2 separate regions of the Columba livia genome follow, and region 1 is linked to region 2. Evidence: chromatin contacts called from public Hi-C data. All regions are on one chromosome and are shown on one strand. The core of a region is the stretch at or near the end of the contact, and the rest is flanking DNA. Distances in the headings are between cores, read along the strand shown. Region 1 holds the start of LCMT1 (leucine carboxyl methyltransferase 1). Region 2 holds the start of RBBP6 (RB binding protein 6, ubiquitin ligase).

The links. A called contact is a pair of places that touch in the nucleus more often than the background predicts.
Region 1: a contact with region 2 is called in a Hi-C map of liver, with 3 times the contacts expected there. The contact joins the promoter of LCMT1 here to the promoter of RBBP6 in region 2. A contact is called at or near these places in 2 of 2 Hi-C or Micro-C datasets (crop and liver).

Annotation. Positions count from the first base shown.
Region 1 is chr15:11,096,223-11,102,947 of bColLiv1.pat.W.v2, reverse strand. It overlaps LCMT1 (leucine carboxyl methyltransferase 1), which reads left to right and starts at 1,574. Exons shown (of 11, transcript XM_065031217.1): 1 at 1,574-2,109; 2 at 3,279-3,370; 3 at 3,995-4,116; 4 at 5,553-5,629; 5 at 6,262-6,323. The coding sequence starts at 2,012. It overlaps ARHGAP17 (Rho GTPase activating protein 17), which reads right to left and starts at 1,540. Exons shown (of 20, transcript XM_065031192.1): 1 at 1,349-1,540. The coding sequence starts at 1,401.
Region 2 is chr15:10,899,094-10,905,819 of bColLiv1.pat.W.v2, reverse strand. RBBP6 (RB binding protein 6, ubiquitin ligase) reads left to right here and starts at 5,342. Exons shown (of 16, transcript XM_065031158.1): 1 at 5,342-6,016. The coding sequence starts at 5,851.

The DNA of each region.
Region 1 (6,725 bases), core at 325-2,824, 200 kb before region 2:
GAGCACCAAGAGCTTCAGCTGCAGGCAGGCAAAGGTCACTGCGAGCCTCCCAGCCCGCACACAACCATAAACACTGCTCCATATTTCATTCTCAGTTTCCCCTTGATGTAGAAAGCACCTTGAGATGTTTATCCCACTCAGTACAGAGCAGATTACTTGAAATTCCACTTGGGATTTGGAGCTGCAGGCCTAACACGTGCAAAATGGAACAGCAATAATCACTTCAAGAATATGCATATTAAAAAAATCCATTAATTTATATAAAATGAGGACACCAGACTGGTTTGGAAGTTATGCTCTCTCCTATAGCAAAACAAATACACTATTAAAAAAATCTGCTACTTAGCCATTCTTAGCTGACACACTTGACCTGTTTTATATGTGTGTAGGCCCCAAAGAAAATAAACATTGTATTAAATGACTTATTGAAGTGGAGGCCATGAAAGTATAAACTCAGATAACATGAAAGTTTATACTTTCAGTAAAAGTACTGAAAGCACTTTCTTAGTTTCTGACTAAGTCTTCACCAAAAGCAGAGAGCAGTTTCTGGGGGAAAAAATGCAGAACTGCCCTAGAAACGCAGTGAAGTTACATTTGCGTTTCCAGCTCCCCAAAGGGCGGTGGGTGGACAGACAGGCGGACAGACGCTTCTGTGTCTGTGCACGGATTTGTTTCCACAGGATCAGGCTAAAGACTTTCCAGACATCAGAGCCCTGGGAGCCGCTGGCAGTGACACCTGTGAGGCTGCTGTTATTTTTGTTAAAGTTAAGTCACAGAGGATGCACTCTCTGAAGCCTTAAACGTGAAGAAGAGTGAGAAAAGGACGAAATAATTCAGTATTAACGTAGTAACAAAGGAACTGAAAGTCACAAAACCCCAGGCAGGAAGCGCCCGATGCAAATAGCACTGAGGGCCATGGGGAGCCCCTGCGGACCCCCCGGGCACCCGCACGGGCTCCGGTTCATGGGCTGCGGGAGCTGGAACTGAGCACACGGACGGACAGACCGGAGACCCCGGTACCTCCGGAGACCGACGGACCGACACACCCGCCCGGCCGCCCCGGGCCGCTCCCGGCGGCAAAACCGATGACCACAAACTCCTTATTGCCCTTTTTTATTTTTTTTAATTTGCCAGCAGTAAAGGGCCCCGTCCCGCCAGGCGCTTCCCGAACTGACACAAGCTTTTCTTCCCCAAAAGGCCCCGCTCGGGAGCAGCGCGGGAATCCCCACCGGGCCGGGCCCCCTGCCCCGCCGGGACTGCGGCTGAGCCTCCACCCGCTCCCCGGCAGCCGCTTCGCACGGAGAAACGGAGCCGCCGCCCACGCCGGCTCCCTGGCCCCATCGCTCACCTGCCGACGGTCTGGTTGGCCAACTGTTTCATGCGGTTGAACTGCTTCTTCATGGCGGCGGCCGTTCCCCCGGCCTCCCGCCGGGCACCCACTGCTCCGCCGCCGCCACCAGAGCGCGGCCCCTGCCTCCACCTCCTCCCTGCAGCTGCCGCCGGCCCCGCCCACACCGGAACCCACCACCGCTTCCGGCCCCGCCCTCACCACCAGAAGAACAGCCAGGGCTCCGGGAGGGGCGGGACGGCCGGGAACCCGGATGTCGGCTCTTCGCAGCTCGGGGGCGGCTCCTCTGCCTGCCGCTTTCTCAGGAGCGAGGGGCGCTGCTGCTTCAGGAGCGGCAGCTGGGCCGGGCTCGGTTAGCGGGGACCACCCATCCCGGAGCCGACAGCTCCGGGGTCCAACCCCCTCCTCACCCCCCCCCGGCGTTACCGCTGGGCGTTTCCCAAGACTACTGCTCCCGGCCTCCCGTGCGGCACCACCGCCGCTTCCTGGGCGGGGCGGTTGAGCCTGCCTTCTTTCATTGGGTGTTGTGGGAATGGATGAGGCTGTGAGCCAATCGTCGGGTTCCGGCGGGCCGCGCTGCGGAGGCCTCCCAATAAGGGGTGGCGGGGGGCAGGCTCTAGGGGCGGTGGCGGCAGTGGCGGGCGGTTGAGCCCCGAGCCCTCCATGGCGGCCGCTGCCCGCGACCCCCTCTCTGCCGCTGGACTCGACGAGGCGGATGAGGCGGTCCGGGGCACGTGCGAGGACGCGTCTGTCTGCAAACGGTAGTGGTGTCTGGGGGCAGCGGCGGGATGCGGTGGGCCGGGCCCCTCCGGTGTCCTCCCGCACCGGGCCGCGGTGGAACACGGACCGGGCGCCGGGAAGCTGGGCTGGAGGAGAGAAGAGGGGAGGGAAGGGGAGGGAGTCCCTTTTCCCAGGTGCCCACCGGTGTCTTTTGGCTGTACCGAGGCTGAGAGCGTAACTGGGGCCGGGGAGGCCCAGCTGGAGCCGTGTGCCCGGAGGGAGTGGGGCTGGGGCGGGAGGACAAACGGACCAGCAGGGGCACAGTGTCCCCAAGATGGGTTGTGGGATCTGGGCTGCTCACCCGCACGGGCACCTCTGCCCATCGGCTTTGCCCTGAACTGCCCCACTCCTGTTAATAAGCACCCACCCAATTTTCAGTAGGGAGTTTGTTTGTTAAGCAGCACACAGTGATAGCTGGAATTACACTGGCTAACAGTGGTGGTCAGAAATTTCAGTGATGTTTAATATCCAGGGGGAAAAAAATTGATATTTTTCAGAATTCTTTACTTCACCTCTCCTGGAGGGTGGGTGCTGGGAGGGCCAGGAGTTTTGGTTCTCTGTTATGCCGGGGCATGAGTTTAACATCTGTGGCTGCCGCTGGTTTGTTTTGAGCTTTGCTGGTGGTGTAGCAGCAAATTGTTGGGTGGCTGAGTTTGTTTTTGAGAGTTTACCTTTTCAAATCCATTGTAAAACTAATAAGTTCTACTAGAATAGCATAGCACTGTTGTTGTGTTAAAGAGACATGTAGAAGATCTGGAGTAAGTGCAAACAGCTTGTAGCATAATGATCTGTAGAAGTAACACGTGCTTTGTGTGCAGTCTGAGGAACTTCAGGCAGTTCCTCTCTTAGCTGGGTCCCCAGGGAGGATGTATTGGAGGTAGTAGGGCCTTCACTCACAGTTCATTGAACAGCATGCAGACCATTAAAAAGATGATTGTTTAATATGGCAAGAACCAACATTTGTTACTAGGTTTTCTGTAACTTCTTAATTGAAATAAATGCACCAATTCAACAGGGTTTTTAAACCTTGTCTGCATGTGCACACCTGGGTCAGAGAGTGACTTTTTCAGCCTGTGTATCCTTTAGAGTCAGTCTTGGTGGCTTTGTCTCATATTTCTCTTACATTTTCTTTTTCCTCTCTACTGGACAGGTTTGCTGTGAGTGTTGGTTACTGGAAGGACCCTTATATCCAGTATTTTGTGAGACAAGCCAAAGAGAGAAAAGCACCTGAAATCAACAGAGGCAAGTTGGTGTGTGAATGTGAACAAAGACAGTGCAAACGTGTTCTCCACTGGTCTTGAGGAGCACCTGACGAACCCTCCATGTATATGGGGTATTTATGGAGTGTAGGAAATGCATGAAAGAACAAGACAAGTTTTCTTCACAGTAATAGTTCCATATGGCACCTGATTTTTTAAAAATATTATTCTTTAAACCAGAACTCTTATCCTTTGTTTTCTGTGTTCTGGACGGGATGTCTCTGTGTGTCTCAGTGTGCAGTAATCTCTTCAAAGCAATCAAAAATGTTGATTTGACCCAGGACAGCAGCTTGTGTCGGCTCTGGTCTCTGCAAAAATGTGTACCCTAGCTAGCACACAACTAGCATTCTGCACGGTTTGAGGTGAAACTTGACTAAAACTTGTATTTACCCAAGCAATCCTGTTTTATCAGTGCATCAGATTTTGTTAGTAATAAAAAACCCCCAAATCACTTAGGTATCTTAAAAAGAGAAAATTATTCTTCCGAGGAAGTACATTTTATTTAAATAGCAAGTGTATAAAGTTACCTAGAAATCTTAGTATGTGTTAAACACCAAGTATTATATGAAAGTAATAATAAAAATAACCTTTTTGTTGTTGTTAACAGGCTATTACGCTCGTGTTCATGGAGTCAGTTATCTACTCAAAGCTTTTCTAAAGAAGACAGAATGCAACTGTCAAATAGTTAATCTCGGTGCTGGCATGGATACCCTGTTCTGGAGATTAAAGGTAACAAGAGCTGAGAGTAACTGACCCAGCTGGGGCTGTTTGGAGCAGTTTCTGTGAGCTCTGCTGTGGGCCAGCGGGTGTGCGGGGCTGCGTGCCCTGCTCTGCCCCAGGCTCGGCTGGGGAGGGGTTAGTTTAGGTACCCTTAGAGCTCAGGGCGCAGGAGGGGCTGCAGTTTTCAGAGTTTCACCAAAATGCGTGTGACACGGCGCTGACCTCTAGTGGGCTGTCAGCAGCGGAGCTGAACTCCCCGTTGTGCTGTTACCTCTGAGCCATTAGGTTTCACTTTTTTATCCCATATTAGAACAGAAATAAGGTGTCAAAGTACAGGATTATATTGACATGTTTCTGAATTACTTATAAAAATGTGAGTTTAGATGTTTAAATATGCATGTCTGTTTGCACGTGTGTAATTCACCAAAATTCACATTCTTCAGATATTGTGATGGTACTGTTCTGAGTGAAAACACCTCTAAGCTATCTTCTCATTAGCATTTACATTTGTAAATTTGGTTTCTGGAGGAAAGCCCAGGGAGGCCGGTTGCACTTTGCTTGGTCACAATTCATTTTATTTCAGTCAGCGGAAGGGAAAAAATAATGAATTTTTTTCTCAGATGTGAAGATTTTTCTTAACTACATTCCTATGAAAACTATGTCAATAGTTTTATTAATTTTCCTATAGCAGTGATTTTTTTAAAAGCTAAAGTGGGGCCTGTAATTCCAATTCTTCCTCCTTGTAAAGAGCAGGTGTGGTATAATTAACATACAGAAGATGGGGCCCCGTTAATCAAGTGCTTCAGTGTTTTCACTACTGATTTAATCTACTGTTCAGAAATTCATGAGGTTGACAGGCTGGAACTGGCAGTTCATATCCATCACAAAAGGACTGCTGCATGGGGAGAAACTTGGTACCACTTATCTGTCAAGGTGTCAGATGGTGACAACACAAAATGAAGAGGTTTTCCCCTTTTTTGTAGTGGAGGAAAACTGGTGTGGTCATAGTTTGGCTTCAGTTTGAGTATAAATTAGGGAATGTAGTCACTTTCTGTCTAAAATATTCCCAATTCCTTTCTTAGAAGAATATACTGAAGATGCAGGGGAAATGTCGTAATAGCTTCCTGTTGCTGCACTCTGCTAGATCCTGATAATATATTGTGGGAATGTATGTTTCAGTGGTCTGGTGTCTAGGATTGCTGCATGACATAAAATGGAAAATAGTTTCCTTGATGCTTAGAGGACATTCTAATATCTCTTAACTGTTTTGGGTTTGGTTTTTGGTGTGTGTTTGTTTTAAAGCAGTGAGACATTAAGTTATACTACTGTTACAAATGCCAGAGTAAACTAAACCGAAACTGTTTGGGACTTAAGGTTGTATCTTCTTGTCATGTGCATGTGAAACTCGAATGTTGCTAATTCTAGAGTCTTACTCTAATTCTCAGGATGAAAATCTTCTCCCTAGAAAATATTTTGAAGTGGATTTTCCAATGATAGTTGCAAGAAAAATACATAATATCAAGTAAGTATGTTTTGCGTTGTGGAACTGAATGTAATTCAGCAAAATGTCATGAATTGCAAGCTACAATTATTTCATCTCTCTTTTGAGAAACTCTTTGTGCTCTGGGATTTAGAGTAGAGGTTTCATTATACGGGCAAGTCTTGCATGTGACTGTGCAGCCATTATTCCAAATTGGAGAAGTTGATATGTGGAAGCTTTAGGGAGGCAAGTAGACTTTATTCTTAATTATGTAAAATATAATGGGCAGGAGAAGCCTCATGATGATAAGAATTGGTTAAGTCTTCTACTGAAGACTTCAGTAAATTCCCAGACTTGCATGTTCTGTTAGAGAGGTAGAATAGCTGGGATGATGCAGATATTCTGTTTGGATACATGGAGGCTTATGGAGGATACTTGAAGAGAGTGTCTGGATTCCTCTTGAACAATTACCTCAAAACTTAAGAGTTGCTGGGTATAAAACTCAACTGCAACTTCCTACTGAGTCTACCTTGCAAACCTTTTTATTTCCAGTAGAGGGCAGAGGTATTCTCCTGTCTGTTTCTCTCTCTCACACACACATATATATGTTTAAAAAAATCTAAGCACACTGTAAAACAAGATTAACTGCTCAGAGATGCTGCTTCTTCCCACAGATCAAAACCTCCCCTGTCAAAACCAATTATGGAATCCCATTCAGGGGACTCTCTTCTAATAGGTGAGTCATCTTCAAAATAAGCCAGCAATGTACTGCAGCACTTTTAAAACTTTTCTGATCATTTTGTTCTGCTATGTGGGCAGGCTTTTAATGTTTGAAATGCTGTTTGGACAGAGAATTGGGAGGGAAAAGAGGCTTTTTTTCTTCTCTTACAGACTCCTGCCCATTTGTTCTGTGCCATGTTAGGAACATCTTCTCTTGAAGTGGTTTTATTCTGCCAGAAAGCTGTTGGGATTTTTCTTCTCTCATATGTGGCTTAAGTTGTGGGGGTTTTTGCGTTACAGAAAAGGAAAAACGCTACTGATAGTCATATTTACTGGATTAAAATATCTGTTGAGTGTTTTCCTCTGTCTTCTTTCTGTCTCATTAAGAGCACAGGTCTTTACATTTAGGGGAGTCTTC
Region 2 (6,726 bases), core at 4,093-6,592:
ACAGGGACAGGCGGGTCTACCTGCAGGGTCATGTCACACCAGCTGCAGCTCAGGGGTGCCAGGAGCCCCCAAGCCCACAGAGAGCCCTGGTTCCGGCAGCATTGGCTCCACAAGGTGACACAAGTGCTGGTGTGACAAGCAACCCTGCAGCGTGTCCTGGACCTCACCTCACATGTATTTATTCCCTTTTCTGTAATGTAAGCATAGAGGGGAAAGTACCTGCATAGAAAGAGCTGGATGAAGCCGTTATCTTGAAGGGATTAACAGCTGCTGGTGACTCAGAACAACGATGACTCAAAGACAGGCAGCATCTAAGGCATAAAGTCAACCACCGCGGTCCCATCATCAGCCAATTCCACAAACTCAGCAGCGTCTCCTGAGTGATTAGCACAACTGCGCAGGGAGTTTGCAGAGGAAAAGCGCTCCATTTTGGCTCTCCATCTTCTGAAACTTGACATCTGTATCTTGCGATAGCTGCCGTGCAGAGCCAGCCGGGCATGGCCGGGGCCGGAGAACGAGCACTTGGGAGGATACAGAGCAGGAGCCTTTGATCCTTCTAATTAACTCTGATTCAAATGTATTACAAAGCTAAGAATTAGAAGGGAAGCTGAGGCTGCTTTGATGTGCGTGGGTGGATGTGGTCAAGAGGCTGCACAGAGCGGAGATGAGGGGAGGCAGGAAAGGTTTGAGGCAGGGCCTGGGGAGCAGAAGGGGCTCATCAGCACCTATGGGGACAGACCTGTGGGGGCTTCCGCTGCAGAGCCCGGGGGAAGTGCAGGTGGCATGGGGGAGCACAGTGACAGCTGCTGAGTTCGCCGGCGTGGCCCACGGTGTTTGTTCGGTTGCTGCAGCAGAGTCACGGATGCTCCGCACCGACAGGACTCATGTCTCTGCGCTCGCCTGAACGGGGCACGTGTGTGGGGCTGCACTGTGCACAAACCGCTACTGATTTTGCTACCTGATGTGACTGTGTGTTCACAAAGGGATGTTCCTGCCCTTCCTGAAGGGACCAACCACCCATAACAGGCACCAGCACTTTTCTCAGCAGCAATGGCTACAGCGGGGGACGGGGGCTGCAAGATTTCCCCCCGGGGCACTTGCAGCCCCCGCCCCGGGCCCTGCGCTCGGTGCGACCGCAGTTTGGGGCAGGACACGCAGACAGAAATCCCGCGGGTCACCTCGGAGCGAGCTCCCACTCGGAGCCGGGGGGTTCTGCAGCTTCGTGGGTGCTTAGTCCCCGGGCCCCCGGCACCCCGAGCCCTCAATCCACGAACCCCGAGCCCCAGCACCCCCACACCCTCAATCCCCGCACCCCGAGCGCCGGCGGTCCCAGCCCCGGCGCTGCCGCCCGTCCCCATCCCGGTGCTCGAGGGACCTCTAGCGGCAGCGGGGACCGGGCGGCCCGCGGTGAGCTGGTCCCTGTTCTGGGGGGCAGCACCACATCTGTGGCGAGAGTTAAGTCCCTCATTAATCTTGGGAAATAACGTGGCATCGTGAAAAAGACCAGAAATGGTCCTGTGAAATCAATCTGCTGTTTCGTGTCTTGGGATCTCTAGGTCCTTCTCCTTTGCCTGTTAATTATTTAATCTCCCTTTCACTTTACAAACTGCAGAACAGTTCTTCACAGATATCCATAATATTTATTAGCATTTAAAAGAATAAATAGAACCTTAGTTGGGCCCCTGGGCCCATTTGTCCCAGGCAGTGCCAGCCCAGATGCCACACGTCAGCAGAGCACAGGGAGGTGATGCTGGGGGATGCTGAAACACCCCCGAACGCTGGCAGCCCGACACCACGCTCCATGCAGGACCATCACTCCCCTTACAAATGGTGCTGGTGGGGCAGCCCTGACCATTTTGAACCCTTCAGGTGGATCCTAATCTTTAACGGGTTGTCCTGGAACTGTGATGGATTTTCTAATGAAAAAGTGGTTGCACGGTTTATGGGAGGGCAGGTGGATACTGGTGGGTGAGAAGGCTCCAAGGAGCTTTAACAAAATCCATTCCCACATCTGGGTAACCAGTTTGAACTCAGACAAGCAGCTAATGGCCAAGGTGGAAAATCCACTGGGCAGATGTAGGGGAAAAGGAGTTTGCAGTCTTTCTCCAGTTCCCAGGCATGGGTACAAATGTCATAGCCAAGCTCCTTCTTCACTCTCCTGGCAGAAGGGTCAGTGATTCAATTAGGGGTGTTGGCAGGGCACAAAATAAGATAATTCTGCTTCTTCATCCCATAGTTATTCTGTATTGTTCCGAGAATAACTGGAGGATTCACAGGTTCCCAGCTGGGCTGTCAGGACAGCACATTTCGCATGTATTCGCCAGACAGCGCCCAAACCACCATTTTTCAGTCTTGAATCAGAACAATGGCACAGGATGTTTATTAAAAACAAGAGGATATGTTCTAATTAGCTTGGGTCTGTTTCTGGCAAAGTTCCTTCTAGTTACAGTGGCAAAGATAAAGAAGAGCCTGGATTTCTTTCTCGACTGATACTATTGTCTTAGGAAAGAAATAATTTGCATGACATTCCTCTTGTCTAATTAGATGCCTTCTTTTACCACCCTCTAGGCTCCAAGTTTTGAGCGTTGTGCTCAAAATGTAATAACTTATCAGTGGTAATAAGTTGATGTGCTGTGGTGGTGAGACACGGTTGGACGTGTCTGTGGTGCACACACACGGAGCGTGGAGCAGCTGAGAGAGCAGGAGCAGGCAAGAGGCAGAGCTTGGGGTGTGGGGTTAGCCTGGGGTTTTTTAAAGCGTATTAATGACACTGTCATCGTTAATTAAAGCTTAGCTCTAACCAGTGCGTGCCCACAGCAGCCATGCTACCTGGGGCGCTGGCCTGATGACACCAAGCTTCAGCAATGTGACTTGGGGAACAATGTGAATATTCCAGCAGAACTGGAGCCAGGCTCTCTGGTCGCTCCAGCAGCAGAGTCTTTGCTCCTGACGAAACAAAATGAAGCAGGAAATGCAAATACAAACCTTCCCCCATGCCAACCTGCTTATTTGCATGTCCTGTTCCAAGAGACTTGCTTGCGTGGCTTGGGAGCTATCAGAAATCATTTGTCCGTCCTAGTTTTGAGGGGGTTTTATGTTTGTTTCTTTTGTATGGTTCAGTTGCACAGCAGGTTCTGTGCAGACACGCAGGACTGATCACAGACTGATCCTGTCTTGGCCACCGGTCCAAGCACTGCCATATTTCAGAATCAAAGCAGCACAGACAGCTGTGCTCAGCAAACGGTGCTCAGTACAGCACGGCAGAACTGTACTAGATGAGCTGCTTCTAAGTCGCTCAAGTGCTAAATGAGATGAAGTTCCCTACACAGCTCCTAATAATTCATGATGGTAAAACACTGGAACTGCATTTTAAAGCAAATAGTTACTCTTTTTTAACTAATGTGTGCGTATGACCTAAAACAGTGACAACAAAACTTGGGTAACTTTTTAGGTTGTTTTTCAGAACTTAGAGAACAATTTACTGTTGAATGTGTTTGAAAGCGAAAGAGCTAAAATTACAGAACTAACTTAAAGCTGCAAAAATAGTCTTGATGTCAACAGGTGTGCAAAGAACACGAAGCATGGATGATGCTCTCCTGAATGACTTTCAGACTATAACCCAGGTCCCTCTGAACGCCACAGGGTGTTTTCTTGCCTCCCTAGGAGGGTCCAAATTTGTTTTTTGAAGTTATAAATGTGGGTTACTGAGAGTACAGTGCTGCAACAGCAAGTTAATTGCTATGACGTGAGCATTTCTGTTGAGTGTGGTAAACATCACTTAACAGCTGTGTCAAACCTTCTTTATTACATAAGATGAATCACAGGATGGTTTGGGTCATCTTGTCCAACCCCCGCCATGACCAGGGGCATCACCAGGTCAGGCCGTTTGGGCTGAAATGCTGGAGAAGCAGCCCAGCAGGTTGGGCTGGGCTCAGGAGCGGGATTAAGCCTGGGCAGGGCGGGGATGGGCAGGAGGCGTCAAGCCATCAGCAACCTCCCATACGCTACCACTTGGTGTAAAACGGGGAATCTGGGGATGCTGACATGCTCTAATTATTGAGAACTAAACCAAAGACAATCTGCTCACCCCAGAATCTGTGTCATTTGGAGACTCCATGTGCCTGATAGTCCCCTTGTTCATGCAGATCCTTTTTTTCCCTGGGTGGATGAAGCCCCTAAAAGTTTCCTGTAGGGTTCAGATATCAGAAGTTTCCTAGCCTAAATTTTTAGACAAGAAGTGTGTTTTTGAAGCCTGTTAGTCTTCACTGTTTTTACTTGTCTTTGGACTGATTTGTTTGAGACAGAGTTGCATGAGCTGATGTTTGAAAGGTTTTCTCTGCAAAGACCTACAGCCAGAGGATTAGAAAATACATATTTTGATAGTGAAAGATTGTACTTTGTAAGTTCAAACAAATGGGTTGGACATGCATTCAGTACATAAATTTAAAGACTCAGGGGTTTAATCACGACATTAATAAAAATATTAAATCCACAAGAAAGTGACTAATATTAATTGTATAATTAATTTTTTTGCAGTGTATTAGAGGGCAAATAACTGGCAAAGGGAAAATGAGGATTCATACAGAAACATGTCATCTGTAAATTACTTGATCTTGTAAAAAACTTAGGTGCCTGGAAAGTAAAGTGTGCATCATAGATTTGTAGAAATAACAAATAGCTCCTTTACCAAAAGCAATAATCTGCATAATAAAACATTAATAGATAAGTTGCCGTCATTGACTGCTTAATTAAAACTATAAGATTATAATGATTTTTCTGTCCTCGTGTGGTTTATTTTGCTGTTTACACACAGCATTTAATGTCCTCGTTCCCATTCAAGTTCTGTTCCCTGTTCTAATTAATTTTTTCTCATTTCTAGTCCAGACTAACCGTCCTTCCCTTGGCGAAGAGAACGTGTGTGGCCCCTGAGAGCTGCCCTGCCCGTTGGACATGGGCGGATTAGGGGGGATGCTCAGCTGTGCCAGCAGCACCACTGCCTGAGAATCCCGTCAGTCGTGCTCTCATGGGATATCTTAAGATGCAGACACCACGATATATATCACAGCATTTTTTTCTGGCATTTTTGTCATCGTGAGTTCCAACAAGCTCCCAGGATCTGTCCTGCGCTGCTGCAGGTGACAGCCTGGGGGGGACAGCGGGGACACCGGACTGCGCCAGGCCGGGGGACGGCGGGGACAGCAGCGGGCCGGGGGGTGACGGGCCCGGGAGGTGACGCCGGAGGTACCTGCTCTCCTCTAGGGGGCGCTCGGACCCAGAGGGCGGGGCCGCCGCACCCACGTGACGCGAGCCTTTTGTCATGATGTGGTGGGTCACGCGGGGGGCGTGGCTTGCCGGTGCGCCTGCGCGGGAGGCGCTGGCGGCGGCCCGTGCGGTTGGCGGCCGGGAAACCCCTCGGCGCAGCGCAGGGGCAGGGCCGGCCCAGCCGCCATAGCGAGCGCTCGGGCCTGGTAGCGCTGCGGGCGGGAGAGGGCGCGGAGGCCGAGCCGGGGCCGCGGGGGCCTCTCCCCGTCGTCCGCCCGGGCTGCGAGGGGGAGCCAGGAGGGTGCAACCGCGGCCCAGCTCGATCGTTGAGGGCCGGAGCCGTTGCGGGGGCCGGGGCCTTGCAGCGCCGCCGCGATGGAGTCCTGAGGCCTCCGCCAGCCGAGTCTGCCTGAGGCCGCGGGGCCTGGTCATGGCGGAGGGCCGCGGCCTCTGAGCGCCGCCGGCTTACCCGAGCTCAGCCCGCGCCGCTTACCCCGTCCCCTCGGTGGGCCCTTCCCGCGCCTCCGCGGGCCCTGACCGGCGCGGAGCCCGCGGTGCCGCCGGCGCGGAGCAGGCCCGGCCCCGACCATGTCGTGCGTCCATTACAAGTTCTCGTCCAAGCTGAACTATGATACGGTCACCTTCGACGGGCTGCACATCTCCCTGTGCGACCTCAAGCGCCAGATCATGGGCCGCGAGAAGCTGAAGGCGGCCGACTGCGACCTGCAGATCACCAACGCCCAGACCAAAGAAGGTGCGTGGGGCGGCGGGCGCGGGGCCCGGGGCCGCTCCGGGCGGCCTGTGCGCTGGGGCCGGCCCCGCGGAGCGTGAGTCAGCCCGGGGACCGGCCCGGCGGGGAGCGGGGGGGAGCGGGGACGCGATTGGGGCACGATCGGTGCTGGGGCCCCCCCAGAGCAGCTCTTCTATAGCTGCTGTTCCGTCGGCTCCTTCCGGATCGGTGTGTTGGACGCGGAGAATACGTGGTTGATGTGCGACATGTGCTTGTAAAAGTGTGGTGTTCCTGGAATAATTCTATGTAAAATGATGAAGAAATGTGAGAGGTTATCGCAACGACAAGAAATTTGTCAGATTTCTTTGAAATCTCGTGGCTGGAAGTTATAGAAATAAAACAGTGGCTCATTTGAAGAAAGTGGTTTTTTTGTGACTTTTTTTTTTGTTTTCAACTTCTTTTACTCCACTTCATTGGAAAACTGGTTTTGTGCCTGTTGCAGAAATTGCTCGCTAGCGGCAGTTCGGATCAAGAGTGTATCTGAGAGTTCGAATTTATACAGACCCTTTAAAGCCATCTCACCCATGAACGTTCTCTGTTTTGAAATTATACTTTGGAGTTTCTTGTTAATATAACTTCTTTTCTACACAAAAGCCATTGTCATTCAGATGCTGTTGAGAATCATTTAATCATTAATTTCCAGCATTTTTTTTTGTTCTTGGTGGTTTGTGTTA